2 separate regions of the Mus musculus genome follow, and region 2 is linked to region 1. The links are chromatin contacts, called in public HiChIP or PLAC-seq maps. All regions are on one chromosome and are shown on one strand. Each heading gives the region's core, a stretch centred on a gene start, on an enhancer-like site or on the middle of the called end of the contact. The rest is flanking DNA. Distances are from core to core; before and after follow the strand shown.

Region 1 (6,796 bases), core at 2,525-5,024:
CGTCTGCAAACGCTTCAGTGTGTTTTAGTAACACATCTTCTTTAAAATATCCACAGTGCAGCTGGGCATGGCGGCTCACTTCTGTAATCACGGCGTTTGGGAGGCTGAGGCGAGAGGACTGCTAAGAATTGAAGGCTAGCTTGGACTACCCAGTAAGTTCCAGGCTATCCAAGGCTAGACAGTGAAGCTCTTAGTCATAAATGAAAAGATAAAAAGGCTGGGAACATCGCTCAGCACGCAGAGCAGATGTGCTTTCACCAAGCCCGATCAGTCAGTGACCAGGTTCTCCAGCGAAGGAGTGAGGGTTAAAAAGAAAAAAGACAATTAGGCAACATTGTAGCATGACCCCAGCCAGTTCTGAGGCTGAGGCCGGTCTATTTTCTCCCAATCTGCTTTTATACCATTTTAATTACATTGCAAGCAATAAGGGCAAGCAGTACAATAAGGAACAAGCAAGGCAGTAAGCAGAGTCCCATGATCATGCTGTTCCTTTCTTTCTTTCTTTCTTTCTTTCTTTCTTTCTTTCTTTCTTTCTTTCTTTCTTTCTTTCTTTCTTTCTTTCTTTCTTTCTTTCCTTTCTTCCTTCCTTCCTCTCTCTCTCTCTCTCTCTCTCTCTCTCTCTCTCTCTCTTTCTTTCTTTCTTTCTTCTTTTTTCGAGACAGGGTTTCTCTGTATAGCCTTGGCTGTCCTGGAACTCACTTTGTAGACCAGGCTGGCCTCAAACTCAGAGATCTGCCTGCCTCTGCCTCCCGAGTGCTGGGATTAAAGGTGTGCACCACCACGCCCGGCTTGTAATCGCTGTTTCTAAGGGCTTGTCAGAATGACCAAAATATCTGAGCCTACTTCCCTGTCCTAGCCCAAAATCAGTCTCTTGCCTGAAGCCTACTTCTTCATTCTACCCTAAAATTAGATTCTTTCCTATTCAGGCCTAAAATCAGATTCCTGCCTGAAGTCCATTTCCTTGTTCTTGGCCAGTGTCAGATTCCTGCCAAACGGCACCCAAGGCTCTCCACAGTGCTCTTCGGGAACATTGCTCAGCGGGTAGAGCAGAAGTGCTTTGCTAGCGTGTCTGAAGCCTTGGGTTCCATCCACTGTGCCACATCTCCTAGCACTTGAGAAGGCAGGAATATCCACGGTCTGAGAACAGCTTGAACACATGAAATCCCCTCTCGAAACCAACCAACCAAAACAGCCAAAAACAAAAACGGGAGCATGAAGAATCGTATTAAAGGCCCAAAACATGAAGGTGGAGAACTGCTGCCTTAAGAGGTAGAGTCTAGGGGCTGGTGAGATGGCTCAGTGGGTAAGAGCACCCGACTGCTCTTCCGAAGGTCCAGAGTTCAAATCCCAGCAACCACATGGTGGCTCACAACCATCTGTAACAAGATCTGACTCCCTCTTCTGGAGTGTCTGAAGACAGCTACAGTGTACTTACATATAATAAGTAAATAAATCTTTAAAAAAAAAAAAAGAGGTAGAGTCTAATGGAGGTCTTCCAGTCATGGGGGTGCTGGGAGTGCATTTGGTGGGAAGACTGGGACCTCAGGCCTTTAATTTATGTGTATGGATGTTTTGCCTGCACATACATATGTGCCCCACATGTCTGCCTAGAGCCCAGGAAGGCCAGAAGAGGTATCCAACAGAGGACACAGGGTCTCTTGCAACTGGAGTTACAGATGGTTGTGAGCCACCATGTGGATGCTAGGAATCGAACCAGGATCTTCTACAAGAGTAGCCAGTGCTCTTAACCTCTGAGCTATTGCTCCAGCCCCTTATAAATGAGATTTTTTTTTTTAAGAACCACTAGGTGAGTGTTGGTAATCCCAGTAGTCAGGGAGGCTAAGGCAAGCACGTCTCAGAGTTCGAGGCTAGCCTGGTCTACACCCAGAACAGCCAGAGCTACACAGAGAAACCCTCTTTCGAAAACAGAGTCAAGAGTTCAAGTCCAGCCTGTGCTACACAGTGAGTCCAAGGCCAATCTGGGCTACAAGAGACCCTGAAAAACAAAAACAAAAGCATGGAAAGAACTCCACAAACCCAGTCATTAGAGAAACTTACAAAAGAAATCCCTCTGAGGGGAGGGGAGCCAGCAAAGCAACGAGCTCGCTGAGGCCTGCTAACATGTGCTGAGTCTTGTCTTTGAGGCCAGCATCAGGCCTGAACTGCTGCATTCTGCTCCCCACTTCAGTGAGGCAAAAGCCTGCTGCTGAGATTGAGCTAAAGACAAGAGTAACCAACAGCAATGGAGTCCCTTCCACCCTTCCTGGGGTATACGGAGACCTGGAGTTTGTAAGAGGTCTAGCTCAGCAGTGGTGGTGCTCACCTTTAATCCCAGCACTCTGAAGACAGGTGACTTTCTGTTGAGTTTGAGGCCAGCCTGATCTACAGAGCAAGTTCCAGGCCAATGAGAGCCTCAAAAACTGAAAAGAAAGGAAAAGAAAAGAAAAACAAAAGAAACCTGTATTAAGGGTGGGGCTGAGATGATAAACCCCCCTCATTGGCTTGCAGGATAAGTTGTCCACTCCCCCCACCAAAAAAGGCTTTAGAGGGGGATCTTTGTGGTTGTCACACAAAGATGTCCGGGCCCTCTCCTGTGTCCAGCCCCACCTAAGTGCCTCATGCCAGCCCTGTGTTTACCTAAATCTTTCCCTCCTGCTGCTACCGGATAGAGGAGGGGCTCCATGACATTATGGGAACCGGCTCATAAACTCTGGGTGGGCATAAGGCCACTTGTCTGTCACCTCCGCAGCCTTACTAGGTCCTGTGTCAGCCATGACGCTTTGCTTTGCAAACCTGTCAGCCCTACTATTGTTTGGGGTTTAACCCTTCCCACCTACAAGAGCAACACACTTACCAGTAGGAAAAAAAAAAAAAAACGTAAACAAGAGAGAGCTACCCGTGACACCAGACAACCTGTTCATTGCTCTAGTGGAGCAACTGGATGGTAACAGCAAGACGACAGAGCAAAATGGGGCACACATTTAAACCTGAAATACAATCTTGTACCTTCCCACAAAGGGCTGGCAATTTGCCTCAGCAAGTAAAGCCACCAATTCTAGTAGCCTGAGTTCATTGTGGGGGACCCCTGCACGTTGTTCTCTGACACAATGTGGCATGTCCATGCACCTGCATTCACACACAGTAAAATGCAACTAAAAACAAACAAAAATAAACGTTAAGGGGAAAAAATAGAAAATATTTGAGATCCAAAACTAAGCAAAGAGCTTTAGATTTGACACCCCTAAAACAATCTATAACAGAAAGAATTGGCAACTTGGATTTTATTTTATTCTGGAAAGAGTTTACTAGAACAAACAAACAAACAAAAAAGTCAGAATAAAATGGCAATCTCCGTATTTGACAACAGAAGAATGGTATTTATACAAAATACGTAACACAATACAAGCAAACAACTTCAGAACCTTCAAAACTTAAGAAATATGGTTGGAGCCGGGTGTGGTGGCACACGCCTTTAATCCCAGCAGTTGGGAGGCAGAGGCAGGCAGATTTCTGAGTTCGAGGCCAGCCTGGTCTACAAAGTGAGTTCCAGGACAGACAGGGCTATACAGAGAAACCCTGTCTCGAAAAAACAGAGAAACCCTGTCTCGAAAAAAACAATATGTGTGTGTGTGTGTAAATATGGTTAGAAAATGGACAAAATGTCATGAACCAACTGTTCCCCGATCAGGATAAAGAAATAGGAAATAAACACGGGAAAAGGTGTTCGATGTCACTGGCCATTCACAGAGTATCACAGGGATTCAAAAAGCCGCAGCAGGGCTGAGGGCCCGGATGTTGGATATTTGTGCCACTCAAGGCTTTCCCGGCCCTGACTCCCTTCCTGAACTTTGTATTCTTTGTAAACTTCCGAAAGCTTCAGGCAGGAAAGTGGCCGCCCTGGCCTGGGCGCTCCAGCAGCCAAACCCCTCGCCCCAGCCTTTGTAACTGTCACAAAGGTCATCTCCAGCCCCTCAACAGGAACCCCCCCATTATGCTAATTTCAGGTGAAAAGTCTGACTAAAAGTCACCAATCCCTGAGCACAAAACCTCACCAATCACTGAACAAGAAAACTCGCCAATCCCCAAGCTCCTCCAAGCTCAGGACTTGAAATCGCACCAATGGAAATCTCCCTTAGAAAGCTCCGCCTCCCCAAACTTCTATAGAAATGCTGTGCTTAGTCCCGTTCCCTGCTGCTGTCTGTTCCCCACCAGCCACTCCCGGGTTCATTCCTCTACACCCTGAGCCCACTGATAAACCTCTTTTTATGAGATTTGCTTCCTGATGTGATTTTCATCAGAAGAAAAGAGAAGAGGAAAAAAAGGAAGAGAAGGAGCCCAGCTCAGGTTCCTGAGCAGCTCGGCAGGGGGTACCCTTTCCTGGGAGCTGTACCACCTCTGTCAACGATCTCAGCGTTCTGGGGTTCCTGAGCTCCTGTGTCTCAGGATGGCCGCCCCTTGGGACACTGCCCCACCTCAGAGCTGGGTGGCTCCTGGATCCCGAGACACCTTCCAATCCAAGCAGGAAGGGCAGCACAGGAAGTACTTGGCTCAGTCCCCAGCACCACAGAAACCAGGAAGCCAGGTGTGGTAGCTCACACTTGGGAGGAGGAAGCAGGAAGATCAGAAGTTTAAGGTCATCCTTGAATACAAAGCCATGCTGTCCCTTGACCCTACAGCAACAACACTAAAGCCCTCAAATAAAAGTAACAAAGAAAAACAACACTCCCCAATAGTAAATGTAACTTTTAATTGCCTGAGGCAATTGTCATCTCAGAGGCTTACTGCTATTGGGGTCTGGGGATCCGTTGTACAAACCACTCAGCCATCTCTCTCAGCCAGACAGGGGTGGTTCATTGAAAACCACACCCCAAGACTGATCATTCAGGGCCACACACTAGACTTGGGAGTTGGTTAAGGCATTGAATTAAGCTCCTATAGGGTGGGTTGGGGATTTAGCTCAGTGGTAGAGCGCTTGCCTAGCAAGCACAAGGCCCTGGGTTTGGTCCTCAGCTCCGGAAAAAGAAAAAAAAAATCCTATAGGGCTTTTAAACATAATCTATTATTATTATTATTATATGTAAGTACACTGTAGCTGACTTCAAATGCACCAGAAGAGGGTTTCAGATCTTATTATGGGTGGTTGTGAGCCACCATGTGGTTGCTGGGATTTGAACTCAGGACCTTCAGAAGAGCTGTCAGTGCTCTTACCTGCTGAGCCATCTCACCAGCCCCTACCCACCCACACACCCAATAGGGTTTTTAAACCTAAGATCCATAAACATCTGTGCCAAGTTATTCCATCAATCAGGATTTAAGGATAGGGGATTTCCTTAGAAATGTCTTTGCTAACCAGACACTATTTCATATGCCAGAAAGATTTTGCTGAAGGGACCCTGTTATAGCTGTCTCGTATGAGGCTATGCCAGTGCCTGGTAAATACAGAAGTGGATGCTCACAGTCATCTATAAGATGGAACACAGGGCCCCCAATGGAGAAGCTAGAGAAAGCACCCAAGGAGCTGAAGGGGTCTGCAACCCTATAAGTGAAACAACAATATGAACCAACTAGTACCCCAGAGCTCGTATCTCTAGCTGCATATGTAGCAGAAGATGGTCTGGTCGGCCATCACTGGGAAGAGAGGCCCCTTGGTATTGCAAACTCTGTATGCCCCAGTATAGGGGAATGCCAGGGCCAAGAAGCGGGAGTGGGTGGGTAGGGGAGCAGGGCGGAAGGAGGGTATAGGGAACTTTGGGGATAGCATTTGAAATGTATATAAAGAAAATATCTAATAAAAAATAAATTAATTTTTAAAAAATGTCTTTGCAGTGCACTTATCTTGTTCCCATTATCTGGGGTATTCAACTGTAGTGGGGGAATTGCCTTGCCTAACATTCATGTCTTAACTTGCCAACCAGGATGTTAATTACCAGTGCCCACTTCTCTTTCTGCCAAGCAGGACATCAGATCCCAGGGAGGTCTTGGGAACTTAAACTTTACTCAACCCCTAATCAAAATGGAAGTCTTATTTCAAACAACTTCTCATACTGGTACAGATGTCTCTCTTATGTTGGAGTTCATCCCAGGGGCAGCTTATAAAAAGCAGAAGACCATAAAAGCTCATACCCAGGTGCAGGAATTGCTGCCCGGTGGTTGGTTCATGTCCAAGCTTACTGTGGCTCACTATACAATGCAGTTCTAAGTGACTTCTGTTGTGATTGGTTTCCAAGAACACCAAAGCCCAGAACATCCTAGTACAGAGAGTTCAGCAGAAGCAACATGCGAGAAAGTTTCCTTATGACATTAATGACAGTACAAAATGGCAGGCCAGACAGGCAACAACTGCCTCAACAACTGCCTTAACAACTGCCTCTGCCTGCTAACCTAGCCCTAGTCCTGGAAGCATCTACCCTCCAGACAATCTAATCTAGGCCTAGAATATTTTCAGCCTCTAAGATTTATTGCTGAATAAACTCACCCTTTCTAGTTCGTTCTGAGATCTCTGGCTCCCTGGTTTAATTCAGCTCTCCTGGCTCAAACTCCTCTCCAAGCTGACTGATTCAATCTGGTTTCTCTGAGCTTCTCCTGAATTGTTTTGCTTGGCCTAAAATTCTGGCAATCTGTTCTAATCTTCGGGCTCCTTCTCTGGCTCATTCTGTCTTCACCTGTGTCTAACTTCTTTTCTCTCTGCAGCAACAGCCCCAGGAAAACTGCCACTTTTCTCTTCCCCTCAAGTAGCTTCCCTTTCCACTCTCTTCTCCTGAGAGCTGGGCACATCCTAGTCTGTTAAATCTTTCTG
Region 2 (6,796 bases), core at 3,081-5,580, 300 kb before region 1:
AGGGGTTCTGGTTTTGGGGGTGAGGGAGTAGCCGGAAGGGCAGCTGCTGAACCTCCCTGCCCACTCACCTCATCCCTGGTGATTGATTTGGATGGGCACCAGGACTTAGGTCAGCCTTGGTGGTAGTGAAGCTCTCTAAACCCTGTGGGTGACTCCAGGGAGGGTGAGAGGAGAGAGACACAGAGTGAATGTGGGTGGCACTGTCCCCTGGGGTCCTGGACTGAACAAAAAAGAGGAATAAAGTAGGGCACCAGTAACCATCTCTCTTTGCTTCCTGACGGAGGACGTCATGTGACCAGCATCCATCTCTCTCTGCTTCCTGACTGGGGATACCATGTGACCAGCATCCATCCATCTCTCTCTCTCTCTCTCTCTCTCTCTCTCTCTCTCTCCCTCTCTCTCTCTCTCTCTCTCTCTCTCTCTCTCTCTCTCTCTCTCTCCTTCCTGACTGAGGTTGAGGTTGCCATGTGACCACCCCAGACACCTGTAGCTGTGACCTCTGTAACATGATGGAAGCAACTGTTAAATAGCTTTTGTCTGGTATTTTGTCCCAGTACTGAGAGAAGTAATTAATAAAGATCTGAGATTCTTCTCTGAGCCAGATTCCTCCACTTATGATGGAGTTGTTGAGTCCCAGTGAACGAAGACATCCCTGGCTAAGGTACTTTTCTTGTTCCTGTGATAAAACTCACTCTGACAAAAGAGATGTAAGGGGGAAAGAGTTTATTTCAGCTCACAGTTCAAAGTCCGACCCGTCACTGTGGGGAGATCAAGGCCACGGCGCTTGGAGCAGGTGCTCACAGCACGCTGACAATGAGGAAGCAGAGATGGATGAATGCAGACTTCGGCTCAGCTCACTTTCATACAGTCTGGGATCCCAGCTAGGAGTGGGTCCTGCCTACAATTATAAGATGGACCTTCCCATGCCCATTAATAGAATTGAAATAACCACACACACATACATACAGGCACACCCATAATATTGCCAAAATATTACACCTGAACCATCTTCAGATGGGAACTCAGATCTGTCCCCCCCTTTTCCCCCTGAACCTTGAATTTCTAATACAAAAATCAAAATAGTGCTGTGTTGTGGACAGGAGAGGTGCCATCAGGGAAGGTTCCACGGAAGAGCAAGGCGGAGAGGCTGTGCCCACTGCGCGTGGGCTGTGCCTTCCATGTGTGAGCATCCCCGAATTTCCTGTGCTGGGAGCTTGACCCAGGACAGCACACGGAGGTAACCTGGAGCCTTGAGAGGCAGAACCTCAGGGGAAGTCCTCAGGGTCCTATCTTGGAAAGGACATGCTGCTGACTTGGGATGGTGGACATTGGAGCCTGAGAAGGACGGTCTCCAGACAGTGTGAATCCACTCCAAACCTCTCCCCACAGGACGCTCACCCACCCCCACACCCTCTCCAGCCATTACCGCCCACCATGGCGTTTACTTAACAGCCTCCAAATGGGTTTTAGACCACAGCAGGCATTTCGTTTTAGTAACACAAAAGGGACTAATGTGCCCCCAAAGTAGTGGCAATTTGGATTGAGCACAGGATTTTAATTGGCTTTATTGCGTTCCCTCTGACTTTGTGTTTTTTTCTTCTTCTAAATTATTTGACAATTTCGTAGGCTTTTATAATGAAATTCAGTCACGCCTCCCTGACTCCCCTTTCTACCCCTCTCCCACTAGAACGCACCCCTCCCCACTTCCATGTCTTCTTGTGCGTGTGTGACCCAGAGTTTAGACTTTCTTCCCAATGCGGGTGGAAGATTGGGGAGCAACAGCTCAGTACTGCATCACTGAAGAAAGTAGCCCGTCCCCCAACAGCGCTTAGCTTCCAATAGTCCCTTGGGGAGGGTGGAGCCTCACGGAGCCCCTCCTCCTGTCCTGTGCAGGTCCACCGCAGTGAGCTCTTGAGTACAACACCCACGCCAAATTTTCTACAAATTCTAAGTCTTACATAATTGGGAAAAGTGTACTTTATTTTATGTTTTTGTTTATTTTTGTTTTGTTTTGCTCTTTTTTTGGGGGGGGTGGTGGGCAGGAGCAGGCCTGACTGGAACACCAACACACCTTTGTTTCCAGTGTGTCCAGCTCCTTGCTGGGAGCTGGGGACGCCTGGTTCTCCATGCTCCTGTCTGCAGCAGACCTCTCCTTGAGCCCCTTGACGGTAGCTTCCAGTTCGGGGAGCCCTGGGTTTGCTGCTTTGGAGCTAGACCCGTTCTGTACCCCTCTGAGTCAGGAATTGTAGAAAGGCAATTTGAAGTGGGAAGCAAGAGATGCCGGGGGGAGTAGGAGAAAAAGAAAATCTCATTGTTTTTGACATTTCTGCAAAGCTCTGGGCTGATCAAGGTGTCATGGGCTGTGAGTGGGACCCGCTGTGCCACGGCGACTTCTGCAGCCTTCCTTAATTAGCTCTGTCTTTTTCGGTGGAGGCTTCTGGGTCTCTCATGGGACTGACTGAACCGGTCTAAAAACAAAGACCCTCCCTCAGAGGTGCTGAGGATTCTGGTAATTTCGCTCTCTGTTCTGCTTATCTGGGGTTCGATCGAAAGCATTTCCGATAAATTCCATTTCATGCTCACAAAAGTGCGGGGGAGGGGAGGGCCGTTGTCATAGTGACCAGGGATGGGCCACACTATTAATTTGTACAAGAACAATGAAGGATGTCACTGACCCCCAGCAGGAAGCCTGAGATTACAGTGACCATTATCTGTCACATTTAAAGGGAGGCTGAGTGAGTTTATGTGGTCAGTGCAAATGCAGAATATTACCTTAGACACCCCTCACCCCAGCCCCTGCTGCGCTATGTTCAGACTCCTCTCCAAATAGTTTGCGAGATTCATCTGGGTCCCACGCTCTCCTGAGGGTGTACCCTGCGAGGGTTGTACATTTGAGCCAATTGCTCAGCTTGCCTAGTGAGCAAGAAGCCCTGGGTTCAATCCTCCGCTTTCCATAAGCGTCGAAAAGTGGCATGTGCCGGCAGCCTCAGCACTTAGAAGGTAGAACTTCAGGAGTTAAGGTCATTCCTGGCTCAATGTCCAGTTTGAGGCCAGCCTAGCCATGGCATACATGAGACTAATCAAGGGGCCGGAGAGATGGCTCAGAAGTTAAGAGCACTGATTGCTCTTCCAGAGGTCCTGAGTTCAATGCCCAGCAACCACATGGTGGCTCACAAACATCTGTAATGAGATCTGACGCCCTCTTCTGGTGTGCGGGTGCAGCTACAGTGTACCTACATATAGTAAATAAATATATCTTTAAAAAAAGGAAATAATCAAGAATAATAAAATAACATCAACAAAGCCAAAGTCTCCTGGAGAAGGAAATAACCTGAGGTGGCCTTTGAAGGCAAGAGTTGAGGACACACACTCCCCCCCCATATCCCCCCCATATTCCCCCCCATATCCCCCCATATCCCCCCCATATCCCCCCCATATCCCCCCCATATCCCCCCCATGTCCCCCCCCATATCCCCCCCATATTCCCCCCCATATCCCCTCCCGCCCCCCTACACACTCACCAACACAGGGAAAAGCAGGCAGGAATATATTCCCGCTGTTCTGTAAAAGCCCACCCCGGGTTCAATGAACAGCCACACAGTTCTCCAGCCTGTAAAACCCCCGAGGTCAACAGGCCTGGGGGCATCCTGAGACTCTGAGCAGCAGGAGAAGCCCTGGCAGAGCTGCCTCCTGCACCCCGATTTTGGCTCACTTGTCTTTGTTCTCTGATTTTCTTAGGTGGTAGAGCCCCACACTCAGCTCCCAGTCTAAGGTGCCCTTCGGCTGAGTACTTCCCTGGCTGCGGGTAACACTCCACTCTGACATAGGGGAAACTGAGGCTGAGACATGTGGTCTATCTGCCAATGGTAGACAGCCAAAAGAGTGACCCAGCTATCATTCAGACACTGGTCTGGGACTTAAAAGTGTGGTTTTTTATTGTGCCGAAGATTCAAGCGGACAAGGCCACTGGCAGCCAGACACCTATCTTTAAACATGTAACCAGTCTGGGTGTCTATTAAAGAGATTTTTGCTCTAGGTAATGAATGGTACAAACTGGAAAGACCTTATGTGAATCCTGGTTGTGGCTGGACAGCTGTATAATGTTGAATTTATCACTTCACTTTTCTGGCCTGCTTGTGTTTCACATGGAGGATGTCGGGGTGTCCTTTAACTCTTAGGGTACCTGGGGAGATTTAGAAAGCTTGCCCTCTGTGAGCAGTTGCAGCATCATGAATGGGCTCCCTAAGGGAGAGCCTGGGCTCCACTGGTTCTGCACTTAGCATTCTGACCTTGGCTTTTGTGAAACAAACCCTGCTCAGTTGCAGGCGGAGGCCCAGGGAATCGCCCAGGCCCTTGAACAGAGCAGGAGATAAAGATCAAAGGTGAGTGGCTAGTCTGTCTCAGTAACAACAGCCTCCATTGTGGAAAGGGTGGCCAACTCTGTGTTCCACGCTCATTCATGCAGGTCCCATGTGTGGTTAGGTGCAGGAAGAGGAGGGGAGGACAACCAAAGACTGAGTCTTTTCCCACCCACCCCCAGAGCCCAGCCTGTGATAATAGCCTGCCATCTTAGGTAGCTCTGCCCATGCCACTGATCCTGAGACAGAATCATGGCTTTAGCTTCCTCCTTCAGTGACAAATTCTGGTGCTCAGGACTTAGTGTTCCAGCATGCCAAGGAGACACAGCTACCTCTTGTCCAGAACCAGCAAATCTGGAATCAGGGGTCAGGAAAGTCACCAGGTACCAGGCTTAGGGTGTGGTGATGGGGTGGGGGTGGGGGGGTAGAGGACGAGGGGGGATGGGTGATGGGGGTGGGGGGGAGAGGATGAGGGGGGATGGGTGGTGAGGGTGGGGGATGAGTGGAATCAACCCTGAAGAAACCCACCTTTTAGTCCCTGTAAATACCACCACAGAGAGGCTTTGTATACATGATAACCTGGCCCTATGTAATCACAGGCTTCTAGGGTGGGGAAGTGAGGGGCAGGAAAGAGGATTAGCTGCCGCTCCTGAAAGGCATCTAGCTGGTTCTGTGTGTAAACGGGATGGGACATGAGGTCCCATGAGGGAGTGGGCTTGAAACCACCAAACGAGACCACTTCATGGAGAAAGAAAGGATTATTGGGGAATCAAACCACGGGGGAGAGGGGCAGAGAAGCAAAATGTCAGAAACGCAAGGGGGTTTTAGCTCAAAAACCCCTTTCCTGACCCAACCCTTGACAGAAGTGGATCTTTGAGCGGACACAGGCCTTTCTGACTGAGAACTAGATACGCTTGCCAGAGGTCACTGGCCTTTGGGAGATTAAAGGAGGTTCCTAGCAAACAGCCCAGTTTGAGGAGTGCTGAATTTAGGCCTCAGTTTATCTAGCAATGATCCTTTTGTTTTCCTGGTCGTCAGTCCTTTCGTTTGGGATGTTCTCGCCAGCACTGCCGTTTTGAGGGAGCACTTTGAACCTAAAAAGGAGGTAACCCCAAATTTGTAGCTGGTTGATCAGAAAGGAAGATGGTCTGGGAGACCCTCCCACAGACACACACTTTACACCTGGGGTCTTAAGGGAGGGCAGGCTTGGGTCCTGATTCATCGGGGCTCAGACATCCCTCTAGCTCAGTCTAATGGCAGCCCTGAGTTTTACAGAATGTCTGTCTGTTTGGTGGGGTGGGCCACTCGTGGATGGCAGAAGCAACCTGGTTCAGATGGGAGGGAGAGGAATCTACTGAGTCAGGTGAAGTCACTTCTGTGAAGAAACCAGCTGGTCTGTGGGGATCAGGAGGTCTCAAAGCTCTTGCAGAAATTCTGCATGGATGCAAAGGAGCCCTCATTCTCTTCTGGTCCCTGGGGATGTTGTAGATCCAGGTGGGATCTCCCGGTGAAGTCCCTCCTGCAGGCTTGCCAGCCCCTCCCCCGACCCCCAGAGGGAAAAGCTGATTCATCGACAGAAAGGAAAGTGAGAAGCTGATTTGTATAATAATGGTTTTCTGCCACACCTAAAGTTTCCTTTTTAAACAGAGCCAGCAGCCCTGGGACACCAACTGGAAAGGGACTTCAGTTTAGAGCACCCCTCCAGTCCCACCCACACCACCCCACCCCTGTTTTTTTCTCTGAGACCCTTCTCTGGGCTGATTGTTCCCACCCATGCTTAGAAATCCTCCCAGGAGACCGAGGCTGTTTCCGTCTTCCTCGCTGGCCACCCTGAGGCACAGTCCCTGAGACAGACATCCTCCTCCTATTTCATAAAGCCTTGGGGGATTTTCACTATTATATTAATGGGCATATATTTTTGCAGAATTTTCTATTTCTGCTCATGAGATTTTATTCGTTTCAATAAACGGGAGCAGTTAGATGCAGAGGAGGATTTAAGTTTATGTGCTCTGGCTCCAGAAGATGCTGTGCATGCATGCTCACATCCTGGGGCTGCTTAAAGATGGAATCATGGTGTGATGGTTTGTATATCCTTGGACCAGGGAGTGGCACCATCTGAAGGTATGGCCTTGTTGGAATAGGTGTGACCTGGTTGGAATGGGTGTGTCACTGTGGGTGTGGGTATAAGATCCTCACCCTAGTTGCCTGGAAGTCAGTCTTCCACTGGCAGCCTTTGGATGAAGACATAGAACTCTCAGCTCCTGCTGCGCCATGCCTGCCTGGTTACTACCATGCTCCCACCTTGATGATAATAGACTGAACCTCTGAACCTGTAAGCCAGCCCCAATTAAGTGTTATTTTTTATAAGACTTGCTTTGGTCATGGAGTCTGTTCACAGCAGTAAAACCCTAACTAAGACACATGGGTAAAGGCAAGGA

Evidence for each region. HiChIP or PLAC-seq counts read pairs in DNA pulled down with a chosen protein or histone mark.
Region 2: a contact with region 1 is called in an H3K27ac HiChIP or PLAC-seq map of embryonic stem cells, with 9 read pairs. The contact joins two enhancer-like sites. A contact is called at or near these places in 1 of 115 datasets of contacts at active chromatin or transcription factors (embryonic stem cells) and 2 of 9 other capture datasets (adipose tissue and pancreatic islet).

Annotation. Positions count from the first base shown.
Region 1 is chr11:116,702,564-116,709,359 of GRCm38.p6, reverse strand. No RefSeq gene overlaps it. Among named protein-coding and RNA genes, the nearest start is that of St6galnac2, 11 kb to the right of the region's middle. Within about 2 kb of position 3,774, at least 28 of the 459 cell types and tissues checked have an H3K27ac peak or open chromatin away from gene starts, as enhancers often do. A contact at or near this core is called in embryonic stem cells, where this site is marked.
Region 2 is chr11:116,999,530-117,006,325 of GRCm38.p6, reverse strand. No RefSeq gene overlaps it. Among named protein-coding and RNA genes, the nearest start is that of Gm11728, 38 kb to the left of the region's middle. Within about 2 kb of position 4,330, at least 15 of the 459 cell types and tissues checked have an H3K27ac peak or open chromatin away from gene starts, as enhancers often do. A contact at or near this core is called in embryonic stem cells, where this site is marked.